Regions from separate parts of the Mus musculus genome. Here all the other regions are linked to region 3. Evidence: chromatin contacts called from public promoter capture Hi-C data. All regions are on one chromosome and are shown on one strand. Each heading gives the region's core, a stretch centred on a gene start, on an enhancer-like site or on the middle of the called end of the contact. The rest is flanking DNA. Distances are from core to core; before and after follow the strand shown.

Region 1 (3,159 bases), core at 445-2,944, 2.4 Mb after region 3:
ACAGCATTAATCCTTACTTAGTAGAGCGCTGAGCAATAGAGACGATGATTTTAATCACTAATAAATGAAGTTAAGAGCATACAGGTATCATCATAAAATGGAAACCATCAAGTTTTGACTTTGACTCACAGATTTTAGAAAGGCAGTTAAGGACATGAAAAAAGTGAAACCTATGCCTCTTAAAATTGTTTAGATTTGTTTATGTGGGTATGTTGCTCATGTCTGTGCACCATATGCATGCAGCGCCCTCAGAGGACAGGAAGGAGTTGGATCTCTGAGAACTAGAGACATCTATGGTATAGAACCCAGGCCCTCTCCAGTGCAGTAAGCGCTCTTATCTGATGAGCAGTCCCTAAGTTCCAACCTATGCCAGTTTTGAGAGACTCATGTAGTCACAAATTATTTTTCCTAGTAATAAGAAGGCCCCATCAAAACTACAATGTTGTATGAGTTATTATGTTTTAAAGAATGTAATATTAAATAGCATTTAAATACAAAATAACAACCCAAAATTAAAGCATTTAAATTCATGCAATTATAACAATACCCAAATTAGCCTGCTTAACATGGCTCTACTAATGAAAGCTAAAATATTTTGCCAATTTATTATCTGGATGTAATTAAAAATTAACCTGGTGAGACAAGCAACTTATCTAGAGTCAATTTCAAGCAAAGCTGCCCTTCAGCCATTTTATTTTTGAAATCCTTTTATGTAAAATGTGTTATACAGCTGGAGAGATGGCCCAGTAGTTAAAAGCACTGGCTGCTCTTCCAGAGGCCCTGGGTTTGATTCCCAGAGTGGTTCACAGCTGTCCGTAGTTCTCGTTCCAGCTCCAGGAGAATCTAGTACCCTCCTCTGACTTCTGTGGGCACCAGACATACATGTGGTGCAGAAACATCCACACAGGCAACACCTCCCTCATACAGGCACACCACACACACACAGAACACTACACACACACACACACACACACACACACACACACACACACACACACTAATAATAATAATAATAATAATAATAAATAGGGGCTGGTGAAGAGCACTAACTGTTCATCCAGAGTTAACCAAGCAAAACAATGTCATACTTTTCCAGAAATATTTGAAATTTCTATGATCCTAAATAGTCTATCTTGAATTGTTTCAAAATCACTGGCCTAAATAGAAATTCACATAAAATTCTGTTTCCTTCGTTCCTTGGGGTAATGGTTAAAACCTTCATGGACACCCTGATAGGACTTAAAAATCTCCCCAGGGCATGTCTGTGAGGGTATTCCAGGAAGGCTTGGTGGAGGGAAGACTCAAGTGTGTGTAGAATATCATGCTATAGACTGGAGTCCTAAACTGAATACAAAGAAAAAGGGGGGCCAGGTGCCCTTCATTCCACGGGTGGCATGCATGCTGTGCTGCATGAGGACATGGGAGACATGCATGCCGTGCTGCATGAAGACATGGGAGACATGCATGCTGTGCTGTATGAGGACCTGCGTTCATGTCCAGCACTGATATGAAAAAAGACCCCTCTCTAATCCCAGCTCTGGAGGCAGAGGCAGGCAGGTCCCAGGGCTCACCGGCCTGTCTGAATCAGCAAGCTCCAGGTGACTGGGAAAGGTCAGTCCACAGGGCAGATAGAACATTCAGTGGAGGAGGGAACACATGCTTGCTTCGCTCAGAGTGCAGATGTTTACTTAGCAACCAAATTCACAGCCCAGCAAAAACCACAGCTAATTACAGAGCCTGGAAGACGTGACCATTACATGTGGATAATAACAGTCAGCCTTGAAACTGCAGGCTGCAATGTTCTCTCTCTGAACAAAAAAGGGAGGAGTTCCTGTGTTAGAATGCCTACCCGCATGGCCTCATTATTCTAGGCTAGCAGTTCTCAATGTGTGAAGGTTATAATTCCTTTGGGGGGGGAGCGTGTCAAACAACCCTTTCACAGGGGTCATCTAGGATTGTAGGAAAACATAGATATTATGATTCATAACAGCAGCAAAATTACAGTTGCAAAGTAGTAAAATAATTTTATGATCGGGTCACCACAACACGAGGAACTGTATTAAAGTGTCACAGCATTGGGAAGGTTGAGAACCACTCTTCTATGCAAACCAGGGGCCATTCTGGTCAATCCCTGACAAATGTCAGGTACTGCTGAAAAGAGGAGGAGTCAGGCTGGAGAGGTACTCAGTGGTTAAGAGCTCTTCCAGTCCTTCCAAATCCTGAGTTCACTTCTCAGCACCCACGTGGTGGCTCACGACCATCTGTAGTAGAATCTGATTCCCTCTTCTGGTGTGCATGAAAACAGAGCGCACACACACACACAATAATAATAAATACATCTTAAAAGCCAATAAAATATTTAAAATATTAAAACAAAAGTCAGAAAAAGCAAGAAGTCTGACCATTTCATAACATCATGGGACAGAGGAGCACTTTCCAAGAGAGCTTGGCACTCTGAACCTCTGCCTACTGCTTGATTGAACACTCCCCCAGCAATCTTCAATGTGGCTTTTCAGAATCCCCAAAGGACCCTTACTCTGGCTGTCTCACAGTCACCTGCTGGACAGAGCTCTCAGTCCTGCACTTTCTCTTTGGAAGTTCTTTCCCCACCAGAATGTCCTACTTAGGGCAGACTAGGTAGCATTACTACCTAGTAATTACAGCATTGCTGACTGATGCTCTCTCCCAGTACAAATTCAGGAGCTGAAACAGAAGGATTCCAGTTCCCATGCTTGACAGCATAGCACATACAAGAAAGCAGGCTGTGGGATTCTGGGAGACTTAGGTCAGCTGCTCAGATCTCTCATAAGAATCCACTAGCCAGATACAGTTCAGAACTCAGAGCAGCAGCATTGTGAATTGCCTCGTCGTAGCCAATCTGGCAAGACAACTTCCACAACAGCAGTGCTGGTGTGGGAGCTGTCTTGTCCTTTCTGTCAACTGCTACAGACAGCTTATGCCCATCAACACTGGAAAAAGAAGCAAGAAGCCCCCTGTGAGAGAAAATGAGCACTACTCCATGGAACTCTTCCTGGCCTCCAGACCCCCACGCCCTTGCTGATATCTCTGGCCTGTGTAGGCACATCCCCTTTCATGTCTTCTAGAATCCCAAGGACATCAATCCTGCAGAGCAGCAATCTCTTCCATACCAAGATATCC
Region 2 (3,546 bases), core at 569-3,068, 2.4 Mb after region 3:
GCATGGGAAAGCGTCATTGTGATTTTGCTTCTGAGAACCAGTGTTTGGGAAATATTGGTACTGAAGCACCCAGAATCTTACTCTGTCTCCTCCGTCCTCTAAGTTACAGGAACCTGAATTTCTCTGTTTGATACTTTAGCCTAGGAAGTTTGAGTTCTGCATAAATCACAGCGCTTGTCTGCACCCATTCGTAAGCCTCCTAGCTTTGACAATTCACCCTCATAGAGAGGGAAGCCTAATTTGGCAGAATATAATAAATGTCCATTTCCATCACAGAATAGATGCTTCTTGGATTCAACTAAGCTTTGAATGACTCCCTGGGGAAAGTAATTCTCCCCTGAGTCCTTGACAGCCACGCGGTAGAAATCTCTCTACTGGCAAAGATGAGTAATCACTTATATGACCCCAATAGAGCTGGCTGGGCCTTCCATTTTTCTCTAGTCCTGTCTATGGCAGCAGTAGGGGTTGATGGAAGGCCTTTAATGTCCAGCGCTGACCGGTAAATCAATCCTACAATTTCCTCTGTTTCTCCGCACTTCCTCATCCCTTTCTTATCTCTTCTCCATTTTTCTTCCTTCCTCTGCTTCCCCCTCTTCTCTCCTTAACCCATGACACTCTCTGAGGTGGTTTGAAAATTCTACACCATACCAGATAAAAATTCCTAGTGGGTTTTTCCCCCCTTCACACCTTTCTTAAAGGAAAACCTGGATCCTGGTCTTTGAAACCAGTATCCTACACAATTTGGCTGACTCAGTGACCCCCCTCTCCCCCCAAAAAAAATCAACAGGAAAAATGAGTATTGTAACACAAACACAAACACACACACACACACACACACACACACACACCAAACTAAACCAATTTCCAAGATCCCACAAGGGGCCCACAGCCTGAAATATGATAGGTGACAGTGGGGATGATAGACAGAGCAGGACTAGGGGAGGAACTGCCCGTAGTCTCAGTAGACAGCCTTGGCCTACTATAGAGGCAGGAGCAGCTTTCACACCCTCACCTAGGCAAACGGATTCGAACACCCCTCTCTGAAACATGTGGTGCAAAGAACGAGTCCTCCAGGAGGAGCTGAGAGCACCCATACTCGGAGTCTTAGGGTCATCCTAGCCTTGACCTGGGACAACATCCCGGTATAGGGTACCCACCCTGGAAAAGAGCTGCCACGCGCAAAGGCCGAGTCCGGACCATGACTTGGGGCAACATCCTGAAGCAATAGCCCTTCACTCTGGAGAATGGGTACTGGCAGGCAAAAGCTGGGTCCTCCAGCAGGAACAGGGTCTATCTCGACTCTCACCCGGGCATCTCCGGGTTCATCCGGACCCTGACCTGGACGGACGCCAGATGCAGGGGTAACCCTGACTCTAGCTTGGGGTTACGGCGGTGCAAAGACCGAGTCATCCGGCTGGAGCAGGGTTTGTTCTGACTCTCACTGGGGCGTCTCAGGTCATCCTAGACTTAACCCACCAGGGTCCAGAAGATCTCAGGCCGGAGCTCCGGTTCTCCTTCCGGAGCTGGGGGCGCCCTCGCCCTCAGCTGTGCCTGGTCGGGCGGGGCCGCAACAGGTGCGCGGCCTCCCTGCTTCCCCGCCGCCTGCCCTGCCGTTACCTGCAGCGGCGGCCGCCGAGGCCTCCCAGAGCCTGGGCGGGAGCTTCCCGAGCCCGGCCGACGTTCGCGTGGTCCCTAGAGGAGCTGACAGAGCGTTCCCGAGCTCGGGGCGCGGCTCTGCTGAAGCCGCCGCGCTCCCGGGTCGCGACCCCCCTGCGCCACTCCCGCCCGTGCGCTGCTCTGCGTTTCCACGTCACTTTTTGGTCCCTCCCTCTCGCCGTCCGCCGGGCCCCGCCCGCCCGCTCGCCTGCCCATCCCCGGTTGTCAGGGCAACCCGAGCGACGCCAGACGAAGACAGGCGTTAGGAGGGCGGCGCCGCCAGGGCTGGGCCCGAGGGCCCCCGGGAGCAGCTGACCATGGAGCCCCACAGTAAGCGGCGGGCTAGGGCCTGGGGTGCGAGCAGAGACCGAGCTAGCCGGGCCAGGTCTCGAACCCTCGGCTAAATGATCCACAGATTCCACAGAGCACGGCTGATGCCCTCACTAGCAATGGGCTTACGAATGGTTAATAGTGCTTCCAGTGTCTTAGTGAACCTCCATGGAGCCTGGGCCTTGAATTTATGTGTTCTTGCCTCTCTTCGATCTTATCCCTAAAGTCTGTGGTATATATAATTCATGTGCTTCCGCCCAGCATAAGATACATAACAAAAGTTTCTCATTCCTGTTTGTCTTAAATTTTCCGTTCTTTGTTATTGACTATTCGTGCGGATGCATGTGTTTGTGCACACGTGTGCAGGTGTCACACAGGTGCACATGCAAGTGTGCCACATTTGTGTGGAACCCAGAGGGGACATTCTGGTGTCTTTTCTTGCCATCCACCTTGGTTTTAAATTTTTATTTTATTTTATTTAATGTGTACAGATGTTTTGCCTGCATGTATATGTCTCTGCACCACTCATGTGCCTTGTGCCTCTACAGAGACCAGAAGAGAGAACCCAATCCCCTTGAACTATAATAAAAGCAGGCTGTGAGTAGGCTTGTGGGTGCTGGGTCCTTTGGAAGAGCAGTCAGTGTTCATGATATTTGAACCACATCTTCAGGCTCCCACCTTGGTTTTCAAGACAGGGTGTCCCACTGACCTAGAGCTCTAGTGAACTAGGCTAGGCAAACCGGCTAGCAGAACCCCAGAGGTGATCCTGTCTCCAGCTCTCTAGGGCTGAATCTACAAATCACACCACCACACTTGATATTTTATGGAGGTTCTGGGCATCAAACTTGGCTCTTTTACTTTCTGCAAGCATTGTTTGCGCGAAGTCATCTCATTAGCCCTGGTTTTTGTTTTGTTTTTAAAAATACTCTTAAGTTTGAGTTTGTCTCCTGCAGCCCAGGCTGACCTTGAGTTTAGGGCAAACTTCGTGACCTAGCCTCCTGAACCAGTGGCTCAGAATCTTCATGGCTCCACATTCTGAAAGTGCTGGGGCTACAGTGCTGTTTTTCATTTTGTTTTGATTGAAACAGAATCTCACTATCTCTCTGGCTAGCTTGGAACTCACTGTTTAAAGACCAGGCTGGCTTCAAATCCACAGGTCCACCTGCCTCTGTTTATGAAGTGCTAAGATTAAAGGCATGGGCTACCACGATGGGCTACAAAGTTGTGTATGATAGATGGCTGAAGATGTGTGCTTTAGAGTTGCTAGAACTGAGGTACCCTGGAACTCACCTCTCTGTCCACTGTTTTTCCCAACCTTTCCAGGGACTTTGTCCTAGGCTCCTTCCCTCCTCCCCACCCATGCTGTTTTATTGCCTCCTTTGTTCTTAAAACAAATACACTGTTTGACTTAGAGACTCCAAAGAGCTCAAACCTTGATAAGATTCAGTTTGATGCTAAAAAATAAATCAAATTGTCTTTTTTTGCATAGTTTCAAACATAAAATACTTAGACCAAATCCCATGTTCCTTAAGGGAAACACACACACACACACACACACAC
Region 3 (3,485 bases), core at 211-2,710:
CTGTACAAGACTGGGGGGAAAAAAAAATCACAAACTGTCCATCTTTTAATAGGTCAGTAAATAGGCTGCCGTGACAGTCTTAGTTTGATATATCAATCACAAGGAGCCTTCTAGAAGGGAAGAGAGTCAGTTTCAGAATGTCTAATGGTTGTTAAACAGATCCTGCTGAGATACGTGAGAACAAGAATGCTTACCTGGACTGCATTCTAATAAAGCTCTTCCACTAATTACCAGTGACCCGCCAACTCACTTCCAGTTAACTAGCCCGAAATCTCCATATTTTTAAGCTTGCTCATCAACCCTGCCGTTGGAAGGCTTAGTGGTCTAACCTATGTCTATTGGCATGTTTTTAACTTCTCTTCCCTAATGACTCCTGTCCTGTCAGTCTCAGAAAATCCACAAACATTACGAGCTGAGAATAAAGACACTGATTCATATGAACACTTTCATCTAGACAAGTCACAAACCTGTCATCCAGGACAGTGCAGGCAGTCTTGCCTCGACTGGTTCCACAATACTCCTCTCCTAAGTATACTTCCATGTTTCTTGCTGAACTCAGAACGCCAACCGAAAGGATTTCTTCACCCCCATTAGGGCCACAGTTCAGGTAAATGAAGCAGGGGTTTTCATCTCGGGGGCTCAGGCTGCTTTTCAGACTAACCGGATCCTGGCTGAGAAGAAAATTGAAAAAAAAAAATCACAGAGATAAGTTTTCCGAGTAGAAGCATAACCCATTAATCCTTTCAAACTCACCTCTACTTGCCATGAGAACCAAGAACCTTCCCCATCACCCACAGATACTTCTCACAGAATTAATAAGGAACAGAGGTTTGAGGCGTCAGGGCATTCATTCCCGTCCACTTTTCCTAGACCGTGGACAGCCTATTCAACTATCTAATTCATTCGCAGTCAATTAAAAGCGTTTACTGAATGTTAAAACAACCATGTGTCTTTTTCCAAGACGCCGTGGTTCTTGTTCCCCCCAAATAGAAGACTGGGGGCGTTCGCGGGTGGGGGGCGAGGAGGATTGTAACAGGAGGGCATCTTGAACACGAGTTTCCCGGCCTCTCCGGCCCAGCGCGCACCCTTTGCCCGCAGCCTCGCCCACCTCCAGGCACCACCGCTCTCCCCCATGCCGTCCCCGCGGCCTCGCTCGGCTCCCTCGCCCGTCTCGGCTCCCGTCCTCCTCCCGGCTCCTCAGCAGCGTGACTGTCACCCGACCCCGGCCCTGGCCCGGCGCACCTCGGAGCTGGCGGCTCCAGTAGCTGCTCGAAGTCCAAGTCTTGGGCACGTGGCCCAGTCCGGGTAAGAAAAAGGCTTTGGGTCAGCGCCCCGCACGCCGCATCCCAGGACGAGGTCAGCGTCGGGCCGCGGTCCAGTCCCGCGTCTTCGATCGCGGTCTCCATTCTGTCTCCTCCAACCCAGGCGGCGTCGGAACCTCTCTCGCAGAGCTTGCGTTTCCTTCAGTGCCCAGGGGAGGTGAAGGTTCAGCACAACTTCCGGTTCTTCCCCCGACCCCACCCCATCCCACTCCAACCCTTCCCATCCCGGGACCCAACCACCACACGTGCGCATGCGTGTTCGTCTCCCTTCCAGAAGTTGGTTTAAAATCTCCGCGGAAAAGAGCCAGGGGTTGGCTCGTGCGCGGAATTCCTCCGCTCCTGGGGCAGGTGCCGCGCGCATGCGCAGTGCTCTGCGCGCGGGAACCCAGGGGTTTATTTCCACGTTGGCAAAGCAGCGACGCTTTAGGGTGGGAGGTGGGGTGGCGCCTGGGCGGTGTCGGCACCCTGAGGGTGGTACCAAAGCAGATAGGTGCGGTCTCCTTGGCTCAAGCAGCCTGTAAAGCCAGCTCCCAATCCGAGGTCCTCGGAAGAGGACTCCGGGGACCCTTCCTGCGCCAGCCCGTGGAGTGAAGGCCATGCAGGCTGCTTTTGAAGCAGTGCGACCACGGCTGATCGCGTTGTTTCACTGCTCAGGTCACCTCCGTGGGCTGTAGAGTGGAGCGCGGCGCTTAGCATTGCAGAATAATGCTGAGTGGCCGAAGGCACTAAACACTGAACCCACTAAGACCCGGCTTCCGAGCCTCAGGAACCCGGTGGAGCGTGCTTGCACGTCCTAAATGACAGAATTCTCAAGGTTAAAAATGTCCAAGAGGCTCAAAGCTGCGACTTAAGGTTTCTCACTCATAACCTTGACAAAAACTGGCAATGGGCCTTGGTCCCTTCAGAAGTACATTGTACGGTCAAACTTTCTGTGGTGACAAGTGGGACTTGAAACTTTATACTCATTGGAAAGAAAGCTAGGTATCGGCTGTCGTTCCACCCCATACCCACCCCCATTATCTTCCTGAAGTGGGTTGTGTAGATAATTTAAACATCTATTGAGGCGAGGGGAGAAATTTGTTTACAGAAATGTGGAGTACCTGAATTTTAAAGTTGTGCTTGAGGCCTTATATATAATTTCTGGGGAAGTTTTGTTCAGCCATAACCTAGTTTTGTCCCAGAACTTTTTGTTCATCGCTCAGAAAAAACGTTTTGCTTTAATTTTCATTTTAGTCTGTATGTGTACCCCTGTTCAAAAAACGTGTTTATGTCATCAAGAAAAAGATGATTGAATTCTATAGACAGTCACCAGAGTGTATGTATAATGTGTTCATCAAGTTTGAAAGAGAAATCAGAGATTCAGTATAAACAAAATCTAGAAACAGTAACCTTTAATTCTAAAAGGCTCAATTTATATTTTTAAAAGAAATTCCCCACATTCTAAGTGGTCATCATTCTTGTTCTGTTTAGTATGGGGAGCCCCCTCAGAGTGCACAACCAATTGAAAGTCTTTATTCTAGGTATAGCCCCTGAGTGTCCAGAACATGGGATTTTAAGAGACCTTAAAGCGAAGGCATCTCCCTTGGCTGCTGCATCAGAGCACTACGGAGTAAGCAGTTTTAACAGAAGCTAAGATGAGCTGTTAGCCAGCCACCAAGGAGGGTTCTGAACAAATGAGCAACTTAGAAGAACAGTTAGCTGGAGGAGGTTCCGCACAAACAAGCAGTTTCAACAAAGGCTAAGATACGTTATCTTGGCCATTCTGACCTTTGGTTCCTAGAGTGGAGTTGAGTAGTTTTCCATAGGATTCTCCAGCTCAAGGAGATCAGATTCAGGGTAAACCTGAAACCGGCCGGTGGCAAGAAGGCCTTTGCAGTGTCTTGCCCTGTTACTCTGTATTTCCGGCTCCTCTGGTTATAAACTAGGTTAATACGTGTAGACAGTCCTAATGGAAGTACACTCTAGAAACACTAACTTGCAGGTTTGCGTGCAAGATTAATAATACCTTGCGGGTTTTTACTTCCTTAAATAAGGCTGATGAATCAGAAGACTAAAGGCACCTATCATAAAAGACTCCTGCCAATAAATCACCGTTTCTCCATCCTCTCAAAAGCTCTTATCTTCATCTCTGCTTGTCATGTGTTGAGGCGTTAGCTTCATCTG

Evidence for each region. Promoter capture Hi-C pulls out the DNA fragments that hold promoters and counts their contacts.
Region 1: a promoter capture Hi-C map of liver shows a contact between it and region 3, with 2.4 times the contacts expected there. The contact joins the enhancer-like site here to the promoter of 2310057M21Rik in region 3. A contact is called at or near these places in 3 of 39 promoter capture datasets (liver, pre-B cells and stem cell-derived epiblast-like cells), 1 of 115 datasets of contacts at active chromatin or transcription factors (astrocytes) and 1 of 9 other capture datasets (liver).
Region 2: a promoter capture Hi-C map of pre-B cells shows a contact between it and region 3, with 9 times the contacts expected there. The contact joins the promoter of Dhx32 here to the promoter of 2310057M21Rik in region 3. A contact is called at or near these places in 4 of 39 promoter capture datasets (the C10 cell line, the HPC-7 cell line, liver and 1 more).

The regions. Positions count from the first base shown.
Region 1 is chr7:133,749,182-133,752,340 of GRCm38.p6, forward strand. All of the region lies in intron 2 of Dhx32 (DEAH (Asp-Glu-Ala-His) box polypeptide 32), which reads right to left. Among named protein-coding and RNA genes, the nearest start is that of Dhx32, 26 kb to the right of the region's middle. Within about 2 kb of position 1,695, at least 28 of the 459 cell types and tissues checked have an H3K27ac peak or open chromatin away from gene starts, as enhancers often do. A contact at or near this core is called in liver, where this site is marked.
Region 2 is chr7:133,774,985-133,778,530 of GRCm38.p6, forward strand. It overlaps Dhx32 (DEAH (Asp-Glu-Ala-His) box polypeptide 32), which reads right to left and starts at 1,819. Exons shown (of 12, transcript NM_133941.2): 1 at 1,618-1,819. Fank1 (fibronectin type 3 and ankyrin repeat domains 1) reads left to right here and starts at 1,907. Exons shown (of 11, transcript NM_025850.2): 1 at 1,907-1,986. The coding sequence starts at 1,974.
Region 3 is chr7:131,361,266-131,364,750 of GRCm38.p6, forward strand. It overlaps 2310057M21Rik (RIKEN cDNA 2310057M21 gene), which reads right to left and starts at 1,461. Exons shown (of 6, transcript NM_026655.4): 1 at 1,243-1,461; 2 at 468-671. The coding sequence starts at 1,406.